Regions from separate parts of the Mus musculus genome. Here region 1 is linked to region 2. The links are chromatin contacts, called in public HiChIP or PLAC-seq maps. All regions are on one chromosome and are shown on one strand. Each heading gives the region's core, a stretch centred on a gene start, on an enhancer-like site or on the middle of the called end of the contact. The rest is flanking DNA. Distances are from core to core; before and after follow the strand shown. Region 1 overlaps Tbc1d1 (TBC1 domain family, member 1). Region 2 has its middle 14 kb from the start of Gm26761.

What was found. HiChIP or PLAC-seq counts read pairs in DNA pulled down with a chosen protein or histone mark.
Region 1: an H3K27ac HiChIP or PLAC-seq map of microglia shows a contact between it and region 2, with 4 times the contacts expected there. The contact joins two enhancer-like sites. A contact is called at or near these places in 2 of 115 datasets of contacts at active chromatin or transcription factors (microglia and pancreatic cancer cells).

Annotation. Positions count from the first base shown.
Region 1 is chr5:64,341,112-64,345,956 of GRCm38.p6, reverse strand. Tbc1d1 (TBC1 domain family, member 1) reads right to left here. Exons shown (of 22, transcript NM_001310611.1): 21 at 532-705. Among named protein-coding and RNA genes, the nearest start is that of Gm43837, 34 kb to the left of the region's middle. Within about 2 kb of position 1,421, at least 168 of the 459 cell types and tissues checked have an H3K27ac peak or open chromatin away from gene starts, as enhancers often do. A contact at or near this core is called in microglia, where this site is marked.
Region 2 is chr5:64,683,099-64,688,218 of GRCm38.p6, reverse strand. No RefSeq gene overlaps it. Among named protein-coding and RNA genes, the nearest start is that of Gm26761, 14 kb to the left of the region's middle. Within about 2 kb of position 3,763, at least 22 of the 459 cell types and tissues checked have an H3K27ac peak or open chromatin away from gene starts, as enhancers often do. A contact at or near this core is called in microglia, where this site is marked.

The DNA.
Region 1 (4,845 bases), core at 172-2,671, 340 kb after region 2:
TATAGTGCTGGTCTTGTGTCCTTACCTGCATTCACCCACTTAAGATGGGGGCGGGGTGTACAGGAGAACTATGCCGCTTAATAAACCTTCGCATCCGAATCAGACTTATAAATAAGCATCAACTGTTCTGATTTAGTTCGTTAGATAGATTTCTAAGTTACTTCCTTCCTTCAGTATCTCTCCAAGGACCTGGCCTGTTTCCCCCCCAGGCAACAAAAGCTTAAGACTCTCTCATCATTATTCAAAGCACAATTGTTGGCAGTCAGCATCTGGGGCCAAGCTGGTCTCCTGCAAAGCTTAGTGTAGAAAGAGCCTCTCAGAAAGCTCCTGGACTGTCTGACCGTGGCAAGGACACTGTCTGCTCTGCAATAAAAGGGCTGATTCTCCTGGGACACCTCTGATCGCAACTACAAAGAGCGCGGGGTGGGAAAGGTCCTGCGGTCCTGGGAAAGCCCGGGCTGCTGGTGCCTTTGGTGAGTTAATGAGCGACTACACAGAGGCTCGGGAAGCCGCTCGGCAAATATGCTCTACCTGCAACTGCTCCAGGAGGTCAAGGTTCTGTTTGCGCAAGCTGCTGTTGGTTTTCTCCAATTTCTCCATTCTTTGGTTGTCACTGAGAGGCGAGGACTCAATAAGCTCCTCCTGGAGCACGTGGTACTCGACCTCATAGGCCTGGAGCTGCTTGGCGATGTCCATCTCAAACACCTGTTGGGTAGAGAAGCCACCAGGCTGAGTCACTGAGACAGGCCTCCCACGGGCACAGGTACCTGTGCTCACGCGCACGCGTGGAAGCACACGGAGAGGAGAAAACTCAGCTCTGACAAGGTCAATGGTTTTACACGGTGAGGACAACAAACACCTAGAGGTAATTGCAAAGGAAAAGAATAAATATAGGTTCTAACACGCTTCTACAAGGCCAAAAAGATTTAAAAAACAAAAAAACTTTTCAAGGCCTAGAGAGACAGCTCAGCAGTTAAAAGCACTGGCTGCCCTTCTCGAAGATTCAGGTATAATTCTCAGCACCCACTGGTGGCTCCTAGCTGTAACTCCAGTTCCCAGGGGAGCTGACACCCTCTTCTGGCCTTCATAGGCACCAGGCACTCAGGGGCACAGACAAGACTTTCAAAACTGTAGTTCTTAGCGGCTTTCCCTGCAAATGCTATGAAATACGCTGACTATAGGTTAAATGTGACAAAGGACTCATGTTCTGTTTGCAAGGTCACCACATTTAGTTACAATTCAGCTGGGTTTTTAAGAATTGTAAGAATGACAAAGTAATGGGACTGTTTATAGAAAAAGTCCTCTTGACCCAGATCTGCAGAAATGAGCCAATCCCAACTGTCACTCACACATGGATGAGCAGAGCCGGCTCTCTTCCTTTAACAGCAACAGTGACAACAGAGCCACACTTGTGAAACAAGCCCAAAGTGCAGACGCCACCCAGGGGGCAGTGTCTGCACTTTCTCCTGAGGAGGAAGAGCGACAGGGCTGGAGTGGGCCCAGTGTGAGTCAGCAGACTGCTGCTCACTGCAATGCCCTCTCTCCAATAAGGTAAGCCTGCAGGCTGAAGTCACCCAGCAGAGGCCTATAACAGGTACTTTCCTGATACTGCTGTGACAAAATGGTCAATGAAAGTAACAAAGAACAAAGGGTTTATTTTGGCCCAGTTCATGAGGTGGAGAGCCTGGGCGTCTGGAGCCTGAGGTGGCAGGAGACAGAGGAGTCTGGAGCCTGAGGTGTCTGGAGCCTGATGTGGCAGGAGCCTGAGGTGGCAGGAGACAGGGGTGTCTGGAGCCTGAGGTGGCAGGAGGCTAAGGTGTCTGGAGCCTGAGGTGGCAGGAGACAGGGGTGTCTGGAGTCTGAGGTGACAGGAGACAGGAGTGTCTGGAGGCTGAGGTGTCTGGAGCCTGAGGTATCTGGAGCCTGAGGTGGCAGAAGCCTGAGATGGCTGGGTACAATACACGCACAGCCAGGAAGCCTAGAGCCAAGTGTAGCAGCTCAGTTCACTGTCTCCTTTCTCCTCCCGGGAGCTGTCTCTCCTGGGATGGCACTGTCCGAATTTAGGGTAAGTTTTCTCACTTTAATTAGCCTAATCTGGAAACTGTCTTAGACCAGTCCTAAGGTGATTCTATCTTGGCAAGCTGACAGTCGAAAGCAACCATCACAACTCTCAAGGTGGTCTGGCAGTCTAGAACACTCTTCTGAGAATGGAGTTGCGGCTTCTGAAGGACAGAAGCTGTACTCTACTGCATTTCCTAACTAATGCAGCCAACACCCTTCCTAGCTGTGGGACGCCAGCTTTCCCCTAGGGTCCCCTACAGGGTTCCCTTCCCTATGAGCACTGAAGCTGTCCTACAAAGCCCTGCCACATTCCTGCCATTCCCAGTTGTCTTAAAAAAAAAAATTCAGCTTCCTAGTTTTCAGGTTAACTCCATGATTAATACTAAGTAGATTCAAAAGTTAGTCTATGCAAATACTAAGTCCCGTGCTGTCACGTCTACCTGATTTCTTTTTGTTCCTGAGAGGCTCAGTGGGCACCATTAGCATTTCCCATCCCTGGTGACAGCTCAGGCTGGGAGTCAGCTTTGCCCCTGAGGATCTGAGGGACTCAGTCTCTCTGGGCCTCAGTTCCTGGCCTCCCACACAGGGCGTAACACCTACCTCCCCGCACTGAGCTGGGGGTGAAGGGATACAGTTCACAGAGGTTCCGGTGCATGCCTGGAAAGCCTCCATCTTAGCTGGACCTTCTGGAACTGAACCTCGTATCTCAGCAGAACTGCAATGGATATGCACTGTGGGGTTCCCACTGCCATGAAAGTGCTCCTGTGTAATTCTGAGGATGGAAAACTCACTGAATGTAAAGATCATTTCCTCTCCTGGGAAACTTGGCACCAAAGTCTCTGGCCTTTTCTACAGAGTTAGGACGACATGTTAAGCTAAGCTGAACCACAGGCTGTGCCCTTCTGCGCCTTCATGAGTTCTTAATAAATATCTTGGGTTCTCACTGTCTCAGTGTAATTGTTCTGTGCCCCAGGAATGGTCCAAACCCACAGCAGACTGTCTGGTGGGGCAAGAGCCCTATTCCTTGAGTAGGGCTTCCCTTGGCCAAGGGACTGAAGAATAAAGGGATGGCAATCAGGACCTTGTTCTTACCTACTTACAGATCACAAGTGACTGACTGATGCAGAAAGGCCTAAGATTAAAGTCTGACTCCACAGTGGTACCTCAGAAAAGCACGATCCATGAACTAAAGACCAAATGTTAGACACTGGGGGGCTGATAGGAAGGGGTTCACTTGTAGAAGCCCAGCTTCTCTCCCTCTGAGCTGTCTAAAACCCAGGCCCTGAGCAGCGTCACTCCACAGCCCACAAGGAGCAGCCCTTGTCTTCTTTAGTCTGGCTCCATATCAGATCCCACCTCAAACCTTCCACTCCTTCCTGCCTCTCCATTTCTCCACACTTTTCAGAAAACTGTGTTGCCAGAGTTTTGGTGTTGAAAAGAGCATTTTCTTCTGCTTGTCAAAGTAGGAATTATTCACTTCCTTATGCTCAGTTTTTGTCAGAAAGACATCCCGTCAGCTTTATTACTGAAGCAATAAAGCCCCAGGCAGGAAGCGTGGAGGGCAAAACCCCCAGTACAGCTTCCGTCGTCTTTACACTGCCTTTCCTCGTCACTGTTCTACGCGTACTTCCCTAGCTGTAACACAACTAACACCAAATATCCTATCCCACCTACCGTTTTTCTCATAATCTTATGTTCTAAGGGCTTTCTTGTGTGGCACCATGTCCCGGTAACTATCAGTACAAATGGCTTCACGATTCCCCACCAGCATACCGAAAACATATCAGACCACTCAATAACGTTTGCCATCTTGAAGTTTCCAATTTTTTGATATTACAAGCATGACTCTTCAGAGAACTTCCTTACACATAGGCTTTCCCTGTGCTTGGGGCCAGCTCCTAAGGATGCATCCCGATAGTTGGGACTATGGCATCAGAAGGGTCTGAATGGTTTACCAGCTTGTGCTTATTGCCAAACCACTCCCCAGGAGGAACAATCTAGACAGATGCCACCAGCGTGCACTGATGTGCCAGACGCTGCATGCCCTTGGCACTGCACACTGGCATTAAAAAGCTGGCTTGTTAATCTAGCAGGTAAGGCATTATCCATGAAGCTAACTATCTCCCCAGCTCTGGGTCTGCTAGCTGGCTCTCCTTGTGTTTATGTTCTTGGCTCACTTGCTATTGAAGACTCAGGGTTCACTTTGCAGTCTTCAGGCAGGGTATAATGAAGGCACTGTCGGGTGGCTTGTACAATTAGCTATATACTTTTGATTTTCTTAACTTTTAGACCTTTCCCCCAGTCTGTTAGTCTCACTGGCTATTACAGCAGTGGGAGCAGCCTGCCTGGGTATCCACAACAAGGGGCACCCTGTCTACAGTAATTGAGAGCTGCAGAGGCTGCATTTGGCTGCAATGCACTGGACTGACTGGACTGTCCAGAGCTATCTGGTCAATGATCAGAAAGCCTTACATAAGTATTTACTGAAAGAAAAAACAAGTATTTATTTATTTATTTATTTATTTAAAAAAGCTGTCCTTAAATGATTTTCTAGATTTTTATCTGTAGAACATGTTCTAAACTCAGGTGAGCTGACTGATGAGTCTGCAGTGTGATCCAGTGATGACAACCCCTTCCAGGACAGTCTCTGTGTGACAGTTACTTTGCTTGTCACAGTGTCTGGATTGAGAAATGTTACGTGATTGGTACAGCAAGGCTCTTGTGTGCCCTTGAAGGCGTTTTCTGGAGATTACTGACACATGGCAGAACAGCTTAGGAAGGAAG
Region 2 (5,120 bases), core at 2,514-5,013:
GTCATGGGGTAGCCTAGCACCAAAGCCCTTGCCTGGGGCCAGTGGGTGCTCTTGAACTTTTCAGCCCCAGAGCTGTACACCAAATATGTACTTTTGTTCTTTGCAAATTGCCCAGCCCGTGGCTGTCATAACAGCAGCAGAAGAAGGAAGACACCCACTGGATTCTGCAGCCCACATCTGCATTGTCTTCATTGGAGAGAATTAAGGAACAGGGATGTGGAAGGACATGTTTTAGGTGACCACGGTCAGAGTACACAGGAATGCACCACCATACTCAGCTTTTGTTGTTTGTTTAGTAGCAAAGGATAGGGTTATTCTAGAAGGCTGAAGGACCTTAGGGCAGGAAGCAGAGCTGACATGTGGTGCACAGCATCCCTACCTTAGCTGCTTTCATCCTGGTTTAGTCCTGGGGAAACTCACGCTTCAGAGGTGCTGGATGCTCTATCCAGGGTCACACATCTGGAAAGTGTAGGCACTCAGATTGGAAGGCATGTGCCTCTGGTTTCCAGGCAAGAGCTTTCCTCGCTTGTCTATGCTTCCTTCCTTCTGTCACTCAGAGGATCTGTAACATCTCCAAGTCTGACATCATTGGGACGAAGGCCTGAGCGGCAGGCAGGGCTGGCACCCAAAGACACGTCATCAGAAGTCGCCCAATGATATCTTGAGTTTGGACTGGGAAGGGGGCACTATATAGATTTCTTGTCCCCATAACAAAGTATCTGACATAAACAGGGATGCCAGGGGGCGGGGGCAGGCGTATGGCAAGGAAGCCCATGGAGGTCTGGAGCGTAGAGTGCACGACGCTCTGACCATCATTTCACAGTGCTCTTCCTCATGCTCCAGCTCTTTCATTCTTTCTTCCCCCTTTTCCATGAAGTTCTCTGGGACGTGTGTGTGTGTGTGTGTGTGTGTGTGTGTGTGTGTGTGTGTGTGTGTGTGTAATAGCTATAGCTGTATGATTTAGGGGTGAGCACTCAACAGTAATACTTTTGCTCAGCCCCTTGACCAGTTATGAGTCTCTGTATCAATTCCTATGTATGGCAGAAAGAAGCTCTTCTGGCCAGGGGCAAGCTGCCCAATCTGTGGGTATAAATACAAGAATTTAAATATTTAGAAGGTAGTTTGATAACTACAACAGTAGTAGACTCCCTCCTAGGGCCTATGACCTTTAAAGCCATGGGCTTCTGCCAGGTTTATAGTACTAGCATGCCTTCTCTCCTGTAGAACAAGCCTCAGGAGCTAATCAGAAAGCGGTTGGTTACCTGTATAACCTTCATGCCACTATTACACCAGCGGCACTTTGGTATTAAACATCCAGGATTCACCAGTGGATAAGACCACTGATGCCTTTTTGTTTTCCCCTTCAGCAGGCTATGTAGCACATCCCAGCACTATGAAAAATAGCCACCAGGAAAGAAGTTTACAGGTTAATTCCAACTTGATGTCACCATCCTGAAACTGAGGCCACTTTGGAGCAGGGATCTTACCTAGAGCATTAACCAAAATCTTACATAGAGCATCCCTAAAAGCTGGGCTGGAAGGAAACTTCTAATGGAGAGTCTTAGTCTCTTTCCAGATAGCTCCAGCCTCTCTGGAGGTGCTTTGGGATGGCCAAGGGAAGGTGTGGCAAGGGCAAATGATGCTACAGCCTCCACCCCCGTTCAGTCTGAACACCTCTACCTTCATCTGTCCTCTCCGTTGATTGAGCACATTGTTCTTATGAGAAAAAAAAAAAAGATGGCAAAAGTACATGCTGTCAAGTGAGGTTTGAAAAATCTCTCGCCTCCTCAAAGTCAGGTTTAAAAATGGCTTATCCTTTCCAGCATTCTCATTTTATAAATAAGAAAGCTGACAGCAGCAAAGCTCAAATGGCTTGATCAAGTGGTAGCCGACAGCTGAGCTCTCCCGCACCCTCCTTCCCTTTTCTGCAAAACTGTTGGTAGACATAACAATTGACACTCAGTCTGGACAGGGTATGAAAGAGGGGATCTGTTGCAGACATTCTTCTTTGTAAGATGGGATTTCTCTGGGCTGCCTCACCATCTAGGAACCTCGTGGAAGAAACGCCGCAGGGCTCTCCAACCGAGCTATGGAGGAAAAAAATACAATACAATTGAAAACCATCAGGACCTGTGGACTCTGGGGTTGGTTTGGTGAGAGTTCTCATACTATAAGCACTATTGGCAACCATGGGCCATCGTAGCAGGCTGCTTTGCCATATGACTGTAACTATGGGAAAGAATTCAGAAAGCATCTTGACTTTGGCTTTGATCAGGGCCTCTCTGAGCCAGTGGCTGCATTGGGCTGTTTTGGGTCCGTGTTGTCTGCCTAGTGTTCTCTTTACTCTGTTTGTGCTTACTTGATTTTCAAAGGCCCTTTAGCTTGTGTCAGATAATCTGGTGGTCAGTTCCTTATTCCTCTACCTCCTCTTCTGAGTATTGTTCTGTCTTGGGTTTCATGCTAGCCCCCGCTATCAGATCAGTCTGGGGAGTGGTCTGCTCCTCTTTTCTATCAGGTTTTTTGTTTGTCTTTTCATATAACCAAAGCTAGAATTTGCCACTTAATCCGAGCTGGCTTTGAACTCATGATTTTCTTATTAGCACTCTGGACTGTGTCAACTCTGAACTTTCAGAAGTCCTTGTGCTTTCCTTTCTATCTAGGAAATCCCTTAAGCCAAAATGACCTGTGTCTCTGTTTTTAAGGATAATGAAAAAAAGATAAAGGCAGGATGAGAGGAGGGAGCCGGAAGAGCTGCACACAGAAGAAAGGGAGGTAGCGGGAGGGCCTGAGAGGCTCCCCACAGGATGAAGCAGTGGAAAGTCTGGCCTCAACAGACTTCTTATGGAGGATGAGGGGAAAGAAGATGGGCGAGTCGCCTGGAGGGCCTTGAGGAAGATCTATGCACTACCCTATCCAGTAGGAATTTCCTTTGCAGAAATCTAGCAGATAAACCAAAAGAAATGAAGTCACACACACCAGTCAGTCTAGCAGAAGATGTCTTCGCTGTGCTTTTCTTTACTGTGGTAGTGAAAATGAGAGCAAGCTGAATAGCAAGGGCAAAGGAGCAAGATAGGATGAATAAGAGAACACTGCAATGAAGTCTACGGGTCCACTCATAGTCAGAAATGGAGCCTCTAGTGTTGCGTTGCTCAACACAGTAGTCACTAGCAGCTCACTCCTAGCTATGGGAATTTGTATTTGAAACATGTCTGGAAGAAATTAAGTGAATGGAGGTATAGAGGAAGTTACCAGGTTGAGAGTTGGAGAGGGGTCATCAGGAAGAATCTGGGGTTCTCTAGTGGGCCTCACAGACAAAGGGGAAGTAGAAGAGACTTCAGAGGGAGCTAGGATTTTAGGCCATCTGTGGTTGTAGAGAAAATGGCACCCGCTTTCTACCAAGTGCAAGGACTGGCTATGAACAGCACTGAGGAAAAAGCCCAGTGAGGTATAGGGGCGCTTTCTCCAGAGACAGGTGGCTCACTCTGTGCTCTCCCTCTGGCTGCTAAGTAGTACTGTGGAGTGGAGCAGCTTTTCTATTCGCCCAGCTTTTTCTCGGATGTCACACCATGAAGCCAAACTTCTTGAGAATCACTTCTGGGATGTTTCCTCTCTGAATTGATTTTACAGTTACAACCTTTTATCTAAACCTTCTTCTATTTCTTTCTAGCTTGGAGATAGGTAGCCAAACAAGCTACTTCCTTCCTGAGTTCTGTTCAATTCAACACTGCAAGCCTCTCCCAGACAGTCGGTGTTGATTATCAGCCACCTTGTGGGTTTTGATGTCTGACGAGTACAAACTCACACGCTTTGATATGTATTGTTGTGTGTGAACTGTTATGTACTTCTATTGAACGTTTAAACAAACTATTGAATCTGTGCCCATAGAAAACCTTTAGTAGCACAGAAATGTGCATGGGTTGGTGTGTATATGGGTGTGGTCTACACAGTCACTGAATAATGAGCCACGTACTGTATGTCAGGCCCTGTGGGAGATAAAAGCCTAAACATTACGTCCTGCTTCCTAAGCATATTTCAACCAAAAGGACAGAGATTTAATCATTTCCAGGTAAGTCTTAAACTAGAAAACCAATGGGCTTCATAGATATATTTTAGAGCCGACAGCATTGAAGTCAAACATTTTTGTCTTTATAGAAATCACCCACAGTCGCTGTGAATGAACCCTCCCTTCTGCAGATGGCAATGTATAGCACATCTTAGGTACAACTCTAGGTGGTATAATTTACTCATGTAATTAAACTATATTTATAGTTACCACTATATTTATGAGGGCTTAGTCTTCTTAGTTTTCTGTGGGCGTGACAGAATAGCACAGGCCAAGCAACTTAGAAGTGAAATTTAGTTCTCAGGGTTTTTAGATTATTCAAGCAGTTGTGGAGAGACACAAAACAGAAAGAAAGGCTTGTGCTGACATTAGGTGGGACAACAGGGTACCTTTGTCATTCACACATGCGGATAGCCAAAATGCCTACAGAGGAGATGGGATGCAGCCCCTTGTTGAGATAGAAAAGACTTCTGTAGTCTGCACGAAAGGGAAGCTGGGAAGTGTAGTCTTTCAGTAGGAAACTATCTGCTGTGGCAGGGTGGAGACCAAGGCTAGAGGCTGCATCTGGAAAGGGCTTTCTTGTTGTATCAAGAGGAACATATACGAGTAGCTAGGATGCGGGGGCTGGGGGTGGGGCTCTTCCTCTTCTTATAAAGCCACTGGTCCCAGCACAGGGATCCTGCCTTATGGCTTCATCTAAGTCTGATCACTTCCCAAGAGACTTGTCCCCAGATATCACTACTATGTGGATTTCCAGGTTTTCAGCAGCATGAGCTTTGGGGGACACATTTAACTATGTATATGGTTTCCCTTGTAAAGACCTAGAATTAAAAACAAAAAACAAGTAAGACATAGGTTTTTTTATTTGCTTGTTGGTTCTTGGTTTTTTGAGGCAGGGTTGGTTTCTCTGTGTAACAAGCCCTGGCTGACCCAGATTCACTTTGTAAATCAGGACCATAGAGATCTGCCTGCCTCTGCCTCCTGAGTATTGGTATCAAAGACATGCAACACCAGTCCTGGCAAGATGTAGTTCTGAGTCTCAGGTCACACTGGCTAT